Linked DNA regions of Zea mays: region 1 is linked to region 2. The links are chromatin contacts, called in public Hi-C maps. All regions are on one chromosome and are shown on one strand. Each heading gives the region's core, a stretch centred on a gene start, on an enhancer-like site or on the middle of the called end of the contact. The rest is flanking DNA. Distances are from core to core; before and after follow the strand shown.

The links. Hi-C and Micro-C count contacts between places; a contact is called where the count stands out from the background.
Region 1: a Hi-C map of leaf shows a contact between it and region 2, with 6 times the contacts expected there. The contact joins the promoter of LOC100282338 here to the promoter of LOC100272679 in region 2. A contact is called at or near these places in 4 of 25 Hi-C or Micro-C datasets (ear, leaf and tassel).

What each region holds. Positions count from the first base shown.
Region 1 is chr4:248,640,415-248,647,046 of Zm-B73-REFERENCE-NAM-5.0, reverse strand. LOC100282338 (DNA-directed RNA polymerase II 16 kDa polypeptide) reads right to left here and starts at 3,693. Exons shown (of 2, transcript NM_001159480.2): 1 at 3,425-3,693; 2 at 2,532-3,281. The coding sequence starts at 3,473. The coding sequence ends at 2,896. It overlaps LOC103654974 (splicing factor ESS-2 homolog), which reads right to left. Exons shown (of 1, transcript XM_020552964.2): 1 at 5,390-6,632. The coding sequence ends at 5,519. It overlaps LOC100193979, which reads left to right. Exons shown (of 6, transcript NM_001139046.1): 3 at 1-241; 4 at 332-818; 5 at 912-993; 6 at 1,607-2,073. The coding sequence ends at 1,810.
Region 2 is chr4:248,501,002-248,508,180 of Zm-B73-REFERENCE-NAM-5.0, reverse strand. LOC100272679 reads left to right here and starts at 5,604. Exons shown (of 9, transcript NM_001348051.1): 1 at 5,604-6,145; 2 at 6,475-6,501; 3 at 7,155-7,179. The coding sequence starts at 6,023.

The DNA.
Region 1 (6,632 bases), core at 2,444-4,943, 140 kb before region 2:
AAGACAGAGAAACCTGGCTCCGGCATCGGGAGGCTGCCGCTGCCGGCGACCAAGGTCGTGGTAGAGGCCACTGAGGAGATAGATACCAAGAGGATGGATCCGAGCCAGGAGAAGCGAGAGATTGGGTGGCAGAAAGCGGCGAGGTGGGCCCCGCCCGACCCCTGTCCGGAGGCGGAGCCCTGCCCAACAAAGACCACACTACTCGCTGTAGAAACTACAGTGGCTGCTGCTTCAGCAGCTGGTAAGGGCTGTGCTGTGCTCACTTCGCCTTCCCCTCATGATATGATTTTGCTCTCTTCTTCTAACTGGAAAAAAGTGGCACTGGATGCAGTTAATTTCAACCGCCATGATGCATCCACCACGCTTCAGAGCGCAGCAACATGCATACCTCCTCCAACAACGGTCCGGTCAGTGTCGATGAGGGACATGGGCACAGAGATGACGCCCATCGCAAGCCAAGAGCCGTCCCGGACCGGGACGCCGGTGAGGGCGACGAGCCCAAACTGCTCCCAGCCAACGACTCCACGGAGGACGCTCGGTGGCCCCAGCGCAGTCGGCTCCTTCATCAGCCACGGAGGAGAATGCAGCAGCTCGGAGCTGAGCGAGCAGGAGCTGCAGACCAAAACCAGGAGGGAGATCATGCTCCTTGGCACGCAGCTAGGCAAGACCAGCATCGCGGCATGGGCGAGCAAGAAGGAGGAGGAGAAGGACGCCTCGCTCTCGCTGAAACCGGTGCCCATGGACCAGTCGACGCAGAACATAACCGCGATCCGTGCGGCTGCGTGGGAGGAGGCGGAGAAGGCCAAGTATTTAGCGAGGTGCTTATGTCTGATTGTCTTTTATAGTATCTATGTTCGAATCCTCTGCGTGCTCGGTGACTTGATATTATCCTGTGCTTTTCTGCTCTGCAGATTCAAGCGAGAAGAGATCAAGATCCAGGCTTGGGAGGACCATCAGAAAGCCCAGATAGAAGCTGAGATGAGGAAAATCGAGGTTCGCAGACTGTTTCCTGTCAATTTTCCTGTTAATAACGATGGGCGATAGATCCCTGATGGATTCTCCACGTTACCGAGACACACATGCATTTTCACCTCTTGAGTTTTAACTTGTGAAAGTTTAAAACACAGAGGCGAAAAGTTAGCGGCCTAGATCCCACACCTGCTGCGGCTACTATCCGTCTGAACTCAATGGCATTGCCCTCTCTAGGCTATCATTTCATTTGGACACTCCCGATGAAGATGCAATGCATTCTCAAATTTAGCATGAGATATAACTTACAGCCAGGACACTAGTTTTCGACTGCACCTGCACATAGCGGTTGGCGTCAGTATCCATTTGGATTTGACAGTAGCAAGTAGTCCAAGTGTTGTTTGTTCTTAATACAGGACGGCAAGTGTTTCTAGGCTACTGTACTCAAATGAGGCAGCCTCGTTGTGCTGTGCCACCACTCTGTGATTCAGTTCTTCTGTTCAGTTTGCCATAGATGTTCAGGTTCAGAAGAACATACAAACCCAAAGGGTGCAGCGCTGAGCTGTGTTTGTGGATACTGCATTGTTGGTATCGATAGTTTTAACCATGGCCCGTGCTTTGCGTTCCTTTCCTCAAGGTCGAGGTGGAGCGGATGCGTGCCCGCGCGCAAGACAAGCTGATGACCAAGCTCGCGTCGGCGAGGCACAGCGCAGACGAGAAGCGTGCCACGGCGGAGCTGAAACGGAACCGCGCAGCCGCGAGGACCGCTGAGCAGGCAGAGCACATCAGGAGGACCGGCCGGGTGCCGCCGTCGTTTGGCTGCTGGAACTGGTGCTCATGAAGTGCCCATGGAAGATGAGTCGCCCGTTGAGAATGAGTCGCTTGTAAGCTGTTGTAACTATATATATATATATATACACACGTATGTAAGGTGTGAGATCCATGCGTCCTGTGCTGTGGTGGTTACTGTGTAAGTGTCACAGATGTACCGAATTCAAGGCCGAGCTTGGATTCCTAGTGCACATATGTGATAAACTTCACACCAAGAGACCTCCATGCTAGTTGTGACTGAATTTGATTTGTGCTCTACTTGATGCTTATACTAACAGTCCGCACTGTGATAGAGCTAGATATAGCAATGGTAATTAAGTTTACATGTTAATTAACTTGATTAACCAACAAGGTTCCACTAATCCATAGAACACCAACCTGAGTACCGGCAAGAAAAAGATGTGTCGGCGAGTCTTCAGTTCTGGGCCTGCGGTTTCTATTTGGGAAGGAGTGTACTACAGCATGAAGGAGCAGGAACTGAAGAACATATACTGGATGTTCGTTCATTTCTGCCTTGAAAGAGTCCTACAGCACGAAGGAACCGAAGAGAGCAGAACATAATCCAAGCACTGACCTAGGGGAAGGGTGCTTTGCATCGAAGGCCTACAAAGTTAAAATTCACGCAATGGAAGCGTGTCTGTGTAGACAGACTAGAAACAGTTTGAGATATAGCTGAACCACACATGTGTTCGTAGTCGTAGGTTAAGCGTGTCTGTGCTCGAGCGATTAGGTTCCATTAATTCATGTATACATGACTAGATGGAAAGCGGATGAAGATAATATGAACCTTAACAATAGCAAGGAAATCAGTACATTTCGAGCTGAAGAACAGAGGGCATGGCCAACTCGGATCCTCATCCTCTGCAGGCTTCTCGTGTAGAATTCCAGACAGATCATCAACCACACACATACTACTAGTATATTGGATTATCGATCAAACAAGGTTCTAATCAATACGCAGACGTGAACCTCAACGATAGTAGTGTAAGGCAAGTAAAATTTTATCAGTACATCGTCTTGATGTTGAATTCCCCTCCTCTCTGGATGCTCGCTACTCCAAGAGAAAAGAAGATAAGAGAAGAGAGGGCTCCCGCTCTACTCGAACTTCTTGATGAGGGAGAGGTCGTTGAGCATCTTCTCGATCTTCTCGTCCCCGGGGTCGCCGACGAACCTGCCGCCGGACTTGAGGGAGGGGACGAGCGCGGTGGCCTCGCCGCTGGTGTCGGGGCAGAGGTTGCCGAGCGTGCAGAGCTCGAACTCGGCGAGGCCGTAGCGGCTCAGCGTCTCGCGGACCTGGCGCACGGCGTCGGGGTTCTTGTAGCGGCTGAAGCGCTTCACGTACTGCAGCGACTTCTCGAACACCTGCGACACCTGCGACGACGGGTCCGACTCCGACGACGCGTGCTGCTGGATCTGCTCGTACTTGTGCTCCAGGATGATCGCCACCTCGCAGTTCATCAGGCACTTGGCCTTGAGGAACTCTGCGCCCACAGGCTTACGGGTGAGCTGAGTGAGATCGAGAGGGAGGACGAAAACCCTAGCCCGCCCGCGCGCCCAAGGACTGGACGGTGGTTGAGAAGGGAGGGGAGGAGAGGAGAGGAGGGCGGCGCGGAAGAGCATGGACCTTCGCCGATCTTGAGCTCCGCGGCGTTCTCCTCCTCCTCGCCAGACATCGCTGGTGGCTGGTGGTGCTTCCGACCGGGGCGAAGTCGCTCGCTGGAGTCGGCCGACGGGGAATGGGGCTGGGAATTGCGAATTGCGATTGGAGTCGCGACGGGAGCGGGGAAGCCAAGGATGACGGCGGGAGGGCTATGCCTATGTGCTGGGCCGTATCGCCATGGGCTCTGGTCCAAACTTACAGATTGGGCTATGCTCGGCGTGGACTGAGCTGGGCCTCGGAATAGGAGTTTTTTTTTTTTTTTTTTGCTTCCTACCTATCATATCGTACGTATCACCAGATGGTGAGATATTGTGCATCATCCATTGAGCAGTCTACTTCCCTAATTCCTGTAAGCTGCCAGTGTCGAGTCTCTATAACTCGGTTCCTTGCATCTTTTTGGTGCCGATAAGATTAGCTGTTCGCTGGGGCTTTAAGCCATAGCCATCTGTTCGAACTGTTCTAATTATAATTCATAAAGATAAAATATACCAATTAAAGTCAAGCCAACAAGCTTGTCTTTTCTAGGATATATGGCGAACCTCTATAAAAGAATGTTTTCGGTAGACAGCTCTATATCAGATTAATTATTTCCAAATGTTTTTTTGTCATAAATCAGTTCCATTTTCTGCCATCGAATTGTATTTTTACACAAACACCTGTGCGAATCTGAATTAGGTAGCATCTCATCGTGCTTGTTATTTTGCTGTTGGACAGGTCTTATGTATAGGACCATGGCAGAGATTTCTGCCTTGTCTTTGTTTTTAGGGATATAATGATAGCAAACCACTTAGTCTGTAATGTAAGCCGAAATTATACTGAGATTGACTTAGAACACTTGCTACATTTCAGTCCTAGTTCATACATTATGTTATTTTAACCGAACCCCCGCAATCGCAGGATCATAGAAGCATGTCACGAAAATATAATATGTTCAACGAAGAATCAAGGATTGAGGATGCAAGTACAAAAATATCAGAACTACAACGTTCAAAAATTTATGAGTATGGATCAACAACAAAAAAAATTGAGGCTGCAATATGCAAACATTCAACACCTCATTCTACATCCGAATCTCTTCCTCTGCTGCCTGCCTTAACAGATCCAGCTATCAGCATAAGGACACTTCATTTTGCATCTCTGTGTACAGGATATGAATATGACTCCACGATCCAAGGCCAGAAGATGCAACTGAACATGATCCAAGTCATAAAACCAATGAACTGCCAAGCCTGATCTTCTGATGTGAACTACAACTCAACTCTCAATCTGGTCGATACAACAACAACAACAACAACAACAAAAACTTCCACAGAAAGGCGAACACACAACTAACCAGAAATCAGCCTGAGGCTTCAGATTGGCTCCCCACCATGGCACACACTAGCATCTAGCGTGATGAAAGGAGAAGCACCACACCGTCCTCCACAATACTGCCATCTACCTTTTTCTTTTCTTCTCCCAAAATTCCCCCCAGCCAACCAATGTTGGTAAACACTCTCAAACAGGCGAGCGACGATTAGAGAAGCCGAGAAAGAGTGGAAATAGACAAAGGTCCTCTCCCCCAAACTATATTTATATATGTTTCCCCAGTTTGGCAAACTATTACAATAGGATCCATTTTGTTATATACATCTATGCGGAAAAGAGTACAAACATAAGAAATAAACTACAAACTATTAGGCTATCTCCAGCAGCTCCCTTATCTCATTCCTCATCCCACCTCCTATTTCAAACTCTTTTATGAGATTTTTTTGCAAGACCAGATGCACGATCTGCCTTAGAGTACAGTACAGTGACATGGAAGTTCTTGCCAAACCCATTGTTTCTGCCCAGATGCCTATGCCTTTGAAATTGAAAATTCAAGTACATGTTGGAACTTAGCATGCAAAGATATGCTCATGACATTGATTTTGGTAAGGGTGGCTCAGATAATAGAAAAATAAGCATCACTTCATCATTTACTATCTTCCATCATTATACAATTTGTTACAGTACAGGATGGGCCACCTACCCATTTTATGAAATAACATTAAGAGGTTTACTAACACTCACCAACACTCACCAGGGAGGGGTGGAACCCTGCCTTGTGGATGGAGAACGCGATGCGAGGCCAGGGTCTCTTGAAAACCTTGACTTGGGAGTGCTCGCAGACGGGGTCGAGCCTCTGTAGCTTGCACGGAGAGATTCGTCAATGGCGCTGGAGGACTTTGACGACTTGGAGATGGCGTTCCTCACGAATTTTTGCGCGGCTGGCGAAAGGGTTCTAGGGCTCGCGCTGACACCCCTCGCAGGGGAGGGTAGGGGCGGCCTATGGAAGGGCTTAGACCGCTCCTTTATTTTCCGGGCGGCATCCCTCGAAAGCAAGTGCGCCTTGACGTCGCGAGCAGGAGGTGGTGGCATCTTGAAATGCGCTCTCTCGCTGCCGCCCGGCGTCTCGTCGGGGTCCAGCCTCAGCGGCGTTCCGTCGATCTCACCCCACGTCATGAACGGCGACTCGTCCACGCCGGGTGCCGGCGACGGTGTCCTCACAAAACTGTACCCGTTGCCAGCCTTCTTGTCCGACTCGAGGTAGAAAGGGTTCGGGGTCTTCCTCAGGTCCTCCAGATCGTACTTCTTCAACTTGTCAGGGTCGTGGTAGGCCATCCCTCCCGGAGTAGAGCCTGCAACTAGCGCGTACAGTATGGCGGCCCCCTCCTCCTCCTTGGGCCTAGCGTCATCAGCCGTGGCTCTGCCATGTAGCCTGGTGTTCGACTTGTCTATCTCCTTGGTCATTCCCCTGAGCCGCTCTGCGCGCTCCTCCTCCGTGAGGGGCGCTTCCCCCTGGTCAGCCGGATAGTACATCAGCAAGTTCTTTGCCGTGAACTTGGCGCCCTCGAGCGTGCTCGGTGGCTGCCCCGATGTACCGTACCCGTCCGTGATCCTGTTGCGCTTGGCGTCCTCTGACGGTTTAGTCCCCGCCTCGACAGGCGGCGGCGGCTCCAGCAGGTGCGCGTAGCGTTCGCGGCGGCGCTGGTTCACCTTGTCTAGGATGCGCGAGAAGGAGTCGTTGTCCTCGCTGGTGAAGCGGTGGAAGAAGCCGTCCAGGGAGAGCGCGGCCGCGACGTCGTCGTCGTGGTCGGCGTCGGGACCTCTCACGCCGCCGGCGACGGATCCGGCGGGGGTGGTGAGAAAG
Region 2 (7,179 bases), core at 4,355-6,854:
GTCGTTATGCTGCCGAAATTCCGATCGTTCGTTCGTCCGATCATTCGATCGTTCGTCCGTTCATTCATCCAAATAATCTTTGTCCTGTCGTTATGCTGCCGAAATTCCGATCGTTCGTTCGTTCGATCATTCGATCGTTCATCGTTCGTTCATAGTTCCTATTCATCGTTCATCGTTCGTTCATGGTCCCTATTCATCATTCTTCTAGATAATCTTTGTCCTGTCGTTATGCTGCCGAAATTTCGATCGTTCGTTCGTCCGATCATTCGATCGTTCGTCCGTTCGTTCATAGTTCCTATTCATCGTTCATCGTTCGTTCATCGTCACTATTCATCGTTCGTTCATACGAACTATTCATCATTACTATTCATCATTACTATTCATCCGATCACCCCAAATTTCAACTACTCATCCATCATGTGGTCCAGTGCACCTAAGACCAGCCAGACCCATATTCCAGTCATACGAACTCCGGTGACTGTGATTTTCCTTCCAGTGGGAACTTCCCATCTGGTCACCCATCCTAGGTTTCTCCAAGTTGAGCACGCTTAACTTTAAGATTCCTTCGAACCAGGCTTCCAAACTCCGATTCCAATAATTCTTGTTTCTAAATTTTTATCAAACTATTCCCTATCCAACCATGTCATCCCTTAAGCATGGTCCATATTCCAGAAAACTCCCAAAATACTCTTGTCCCATATTCTGCTTATAACTCTTCTGTTCATACTAAGTCAGACGGTTCATTCGTCACTATTCTCACCAACAGTGAACTTTACCGTGCTACACCACATACACCCAGCTATAAATACACCTAGCTACCCTCTCCCTCTCCACACACACTCAACACCCTCAACCAAGGCAAACACCCCACCCACTCAGTTACTTCGCTCTTCCGGCTACACGCATAGTGTCGCTTCGCCTCCAGTCCACCCTTCTGGTAAGCACCTTCGCTCCACCACCAGTAATATCACAACACCACATGACACAGATTCTACTCAAGACTCTACCCATCCATATATCGCTATTCTGACCACTATACTAAATATTTGTTGGTATACTTGCTGGTTTGTATGTTTGCTTGTTCATGTTGCATAGTTATCGAAGCATTCGTGCCGTCTCGTGGAGGCCAGATCTGCGAGTCTACGCTAGGCGGTGGAGCCAGAAGCCAGTTCCACGACCTCCCCTTCCCCCTTCGCCGAATAAGCACGACAAGCTCACTGGATCCCTTTGATGCATAAATTACCTATGATTTTTCAACCACAACCCTCAGCCTGTTATTTTATGCATGATATGATTTTGAGACAAGTTATTATGGCCACCCAGCCGCTTGCCGCAATCAATCCCTGATATATATGTTCCAAATGATTTGAGAACAGATGTGAGTTTTCAAAAGAAAATGCTTTTCAAAATGTGTGTGATGAAGGGTTTTCACCCTTATCACCTTGTGAGTGGGATAATCCGGGACTCCCTGGTTTAGGGGAGGGCCTAAGGTGTTGGCTCAGCTGGTTTAGGCGTGAGCAGAAGGATTGTCCCCTCATATAAGGACCGGTTTGTCATCTTCACTACCTGTACTCGTTAATAGTACAACCACTCGAGACTGTGTGGGCAGTCACTCAATCTGAACTCGTACGGTCCAACCCCAGGGTTATGAAGGCTGGGGAGCACCAGGAGGATAAGGAGGGGGAAAGTTTTGTCCGGTTTGGACATGGTGGTGGCCTGACTCCTTCCGAATAATCGTTAAGGTTAGGACGTGCGGGGAAAGAAAGAGAGTCGGATTCGGGTCTCACTAGCTATGAGATCGCAGAGCCGGACTAGTGGGTAAAGTGTACACCTCTGCGCAGAGTTCAAACTTATTCGAATAGTCTGTGTCCACAGGAATGGACGAGTCTGGTATGGTAATTAATGTTTTGTTTTCCAAAAAAAGAGATGGTTTTGAGAAAAGTGGTTTTTAAAAGGTTCGGCGGTTGAGCCGTGAGCTATGGTGGACGGGAAGTCCAGTAGCTGTTTTTGAAAAGGAAAACCAGTGGGAAACTGTTGAGATACCTGGATGGTTTAGTCCAGGGGATTTTGTTATAATACTGAAAAACTTCCTGCTCCTTTTGGAGAGGATGCGCTTTGCAAAAATACAAAATGTTTTTCAAAAACAACTCTGCATAAAATATTGCTGTTTCTGCAAAATATCCTGAGCTCCACATATTCCATGCATTATATCTGATTTCCCCATTCCGCGGGTGAAGGTGGGTTGCTGAGTACGTTTGTACTCACCCTTGCTTATTTGTTGTTTTTCAGAAAAAGGAGATCGGGTAAGAGTTACGAATGTTCCCAACCTTGCCTGTGGCTGTTGGACCACTGATTTGCTTCGCTGCGTATATCGGGCTGCTTCAGCCCTACTCTGATGATATGTCTCGAGTTGTGGACCAACTCTTAAAGTTGATCGCCACCTTTATAGGTTTGTCTCGTTTAAGCAGATCTGGAATCATCTGATGTATAAATGTGTTTACTAGCCTCCTGAGACTAGTAATTGTAACACATTTGAGTCCCAGAGGATTGGGGACGCTTCAGTACTATATTCTCTGCACATTATTTTTCTCTAGACATTTACCCAACACTACTAACTGTTATATTCACTTTTTTAGGTTCATCCTGGAAAACCTTTTGATGGTGATGATGCAGAGCATATGCAATGGATTTATTCAGAGGTATCTATATCGCAATGTCATGTAACTTAATTTATTAGTAGCCTGCTTGTTGTAAATCATTTGGCAGACATGCTTTAAAGAGAGCAGAGTTTTTTGGCATTGCTGGTGTTACATATACTTTGGCACATGTTTGTTTTTTGTTTATTGACAACATTTTGCCCATGATTTAAGGCATTAAATATTTTTTTGCATGTAAATATGTTAAAAAATACAACACTGTTCTATCTATTCTTATGTTATAAGAGGCTAGCAATTTGGGCTTGGGTATTAAAAAAATGGATTGTTGAGATAGCTCATCATCTTCTTGTATGACTGCTTGAGTTATATAAAATGCTAATGTCTGAATATAAGAATGGTTCTAAATTAGGGGTATATCTTCTTTAGGTTCCATTAAGTAGTGGAGTTGCTTATGTTTTTAATAGTTGTCTTGTAATATGGTAACTGGTTAACTGGATAAGCTCTACCCCGGTTCAAATGAAATCTCACTCGTTTATTAGTTTATCTTTGGTTTTAGTGCTATTGCATATATGCTTATTTGTTGCTTTGTGCACAAAAAAGATGTTTGTCATCAATTTTTTTTCTTGTCTTCCTTATTATTCAAATCACCTCAACTGTATGTATATGTCTGTCTGTCGAAACTGGTTTTTTGTTTCTTTACGCACACCGTACCCTGTAGCAAGCAATTCACGGATGAGCGAAAGAAAGGTCCATGGTTTGTACTGATGCACATCTCCTATATATACTACCTACTCGAGGTGCTAGAAGAACTATGGAACATTCTCTTTAGATGATGTGGCTTTTAATTAAAGTTTTAATATTTTTCCCATTATAAACACTTTGTGATATTCTCAGTAGCTCATCATCATCATCATCTCTCTCTCTCAACATTGTAGATTGGCAATGATGCTTCTCAATTTATTGGTCCACTTGTATTGAACCTATTGATAAATGTATGTTTGTCATTCCATGACTTTCCCCATCGTTAACATGACTATTGAAGTGCATTGATCCTAGAACATACTGTGCGATTATGCGTATCTTAGCGCACCTTTATTATGCTCTTTGCACCAATATACTTTGTTTTTTTCCTTTTTCGGTATTTGAAAAAAGGTGATCCATCTTGGAGCATTACATCTACGCTTTCTTGATCTTTGCAGAAGTTGGTTGTTTATCATATCACCTTTGTTACATAGGTATGTACCCGAACTTAAAGTTAGTACAACTAAGTAGCTAACTACAGTCATAGAAGGAACTATTATCATGCATGGTAATTGTGAGAATTCCATCACCGGGTGTTTTATTATTTTCATGTGATTTCAGGTTATGGACAACTATGGTAAGAGTAGGCCTTCAGTCATGAAAACTACCAGACTGTTGCTTGCCGTTGTTTGATGAAGATGGCTGGAGGGGCTTTTATAGAGGTTTTGGACCAAGTTTTCTTAACATGTCTGTTTCTCGTCTAACAAAATATTAATAAGATGGAAGTCTGATATAAAAATAGGATGTGAAAAATTTAGATCTATAATAATGTACGCTATTCGTTTTTTGTGCAGTTATTGTACATTAACATTTTATCGAATTTGTGTGTCATTGCAACGCACAACCATTGTACTATATTTTTTAGGTATGTAACTAACAAAAGTATAGAATAACAATAATTGTTTTGCATATCAATGTATTTTATCATAGTGCTTATACATCTCATTGCATCTTACCAGTACATGTTGAGTCCGTAGCAACATACGGACATACACCTAGTGTTGTATATAAGTTATCATGGTATAATATGTTCTCGTTGCAACGCACGTGTACTCACTTAGTTAGTAATCATGTTAAGTATACCACATTCCTTTACGAGAAATAAAAAATGCAATAGTAATGTAGTATGTCGTTGAAATGGCGTGAGAGTAGGTATCGAGTGGCCACATTTAGAGATATCTAAAAGGTTTCTATAAGTCTCTTCTAAATTATTTTTTTTTGGAAAACGTAAAAACAGTTCCCCTTGAATTAGCCCTATTTTTTTAATTTCTCTTAAAAGTCACTCATTTATAGCTAGAAACAGGAATTTTTCTGGGCGAGTCGCCGCCAAGTTGAGTTGATTTTACCCTTTTTACCGCTTCCCGTGCACATGGTTGCTGCAGCCCACCTCTTCCACTGTCCCAACGTCACCATATGCATTGATCACTATGCCTACAAGTGACTGAGACATGTCAATTGAATAGAAAATCATACCTTGATAGCACGTAGATGAATGAAGCGGCTGGACTGACTATGGAAAATGACAATACTATGTTTGATCAACATAGGTCCAAGGTTGGTTTAACGTAGTTTAAAATTTCTATATATACTTTTAAGGTGACCGTTGGAGAACATATTAAAATCTATTCTTTATAGATTATAGGATGATACTTAAAACATGTTGATAGTTATTTTTAGGGAGCTTTTAGAGATGTTCTTAGCTGATGCCATTTGGAACACTAAATTTTAGAGACCACAATATCGAATATTTGCAGGAGGGTGTGAACCTCTAAATTTAGAGCAACTCCAGTAGTTCTCTAAAAAATAGCTTGCCAAAATCATGTTTAGCAAGTTGCTAAATAGCTATTGGAAGTAAAAAATAACTTAGTCTCCAATAGTTGCTCATATTTACAAAGTAGTTCGATTTCGAATCTATCTTTAGTGGCCCTGCCCTTATGAGATCTGTCTGATAATAAGGTTGAGAGCAGAGGATGTGAGGGCGGAAGAAAAAAGGTCGTCGATATAAACTATGGATGAGTGGTGGTCCGGTGGCGTAACCTATGAGGAAGTTAGGTTCGACGGTGAAGGATAAACTTGTGTCATGCGTGTTTGACCTAGCTACCTCATTATGCTAGAAAATGAAAAAAGAGCGTGCTATACCTGGCTATCTTACTGGGTGGGAAAGAGAAAAATAATCACGCTAGTATGAAGAAATTGACGTCAACTGCATTTACGGAGTTCCTACCGAGTTGCTAAATGTGGAGAGTAAATAGAGTTGAATAGCAACTAAGTAAATTTAGCAAGTCTATTTAGAGAACCATTGGAGAAGCATTTTTCTGTTCATTTCTTAAATTTAAGATTTAGAGAGTTGTTTAGAGAACTATTGAAGTTGCTCTTAGAGGCCCTTGTTGTCTTGTTGAAGAGTTGAAGACACCGCAGTTCCGGAAACTTCTGTAGCAGCTGAAATAGTACGGACGTGTTTGAACATGTACAGGATCTCGAGGCCACATCTGTAAAACGACCACCCCTCACGCGGAAGCGGAGACTGGAAATCGGGAGGGAGACCGGAGACGAGACCGCCGGAGATGGAGCCGAGATCTGCAATCTACAGATCCGGCGCCTTCCTTCTCCTCGCCGCCATCCTTGCGGAGGTCGTCATCCCTGCATCCGCCATCGGAGACAAGTGCGCCGCCTGCAAGGCCGTTGCTGTGAGTTCCCTCTTCCGCTTCCCTATATATGTACCTCGAGTTCGGATCTTAGCGTTCTCTCTGTAATTTCGATGCTGCTGGAGTCAAACCTGGCAAGCACCATCGTGTCGGTAACTTGAAATCGCTGGATAGATTCGCGCGATGCTGCACTGAGTAGTGGGAAATACGCCATTCTGTATGAAAGACTCAATTTGGGTTCAAGTGGCATATCCGCATATGGAAGTGCCTACCTACTGCCAGCAAATGAGATCTGTGTTTCATATGTTTCAATTTTGTCCCAGCAATTTGAGACACACGCTTTCTGACGTGCCTCTTCATCTTCTTTCCAGGCGGAGCTAGAGATTGGAATTTCGAGTGTAAGTGAATCTACAACTTCTCTTTCAGTTGCCTTTAATTTAGGCTTTGTTTGGTTACATCCAGATAATCAGTACCCCTATGTTCTTTTTATTTGTCACGGTTTAGTTCAAAAATGAACTAGCGAGCGACAAATATTCGAGAACGGAGGTAGTATTCGTTAAACTTTAGCTACCTTGAAACCAATTGTCTAAATAATGAACTAGATAAACTTTAGCTAGACTCCTGATTTCTTTAACTTATTATCTTTTTTTAACCTCAGCTAATGACAGATAATATTGGGTAATTGACCCGTATAACCATGATTTTCACTGGTGGCGCCAAATAAAAAGGGTACTCATGTCCTTTTGTTTGTATTAGCTAGTTCATTATCTAGAGAACCAAACACCCCAATGCTACGTAATACTTTCAGCTAACTGGGGCGGAACCAAACACGGCATTAGTGACTCTTAGTTTCCAACCATTTTTTTGCAATGCTGATTACGGTTTTATTTCTATTAAATAGTACATTTATTATACTTCTCAAGTACGGAAGTATTTTTTTTAACAATTGACAAAGCAATCATTCCATAATCTTAGCAGCATATTACCATATTAGTTTCTTGGTGTTGGCACCATTTGATCATATTTTTTATTCCTGGATCCTCTAATGCAGGAGAAGCCGAGAAATCACTTGGACT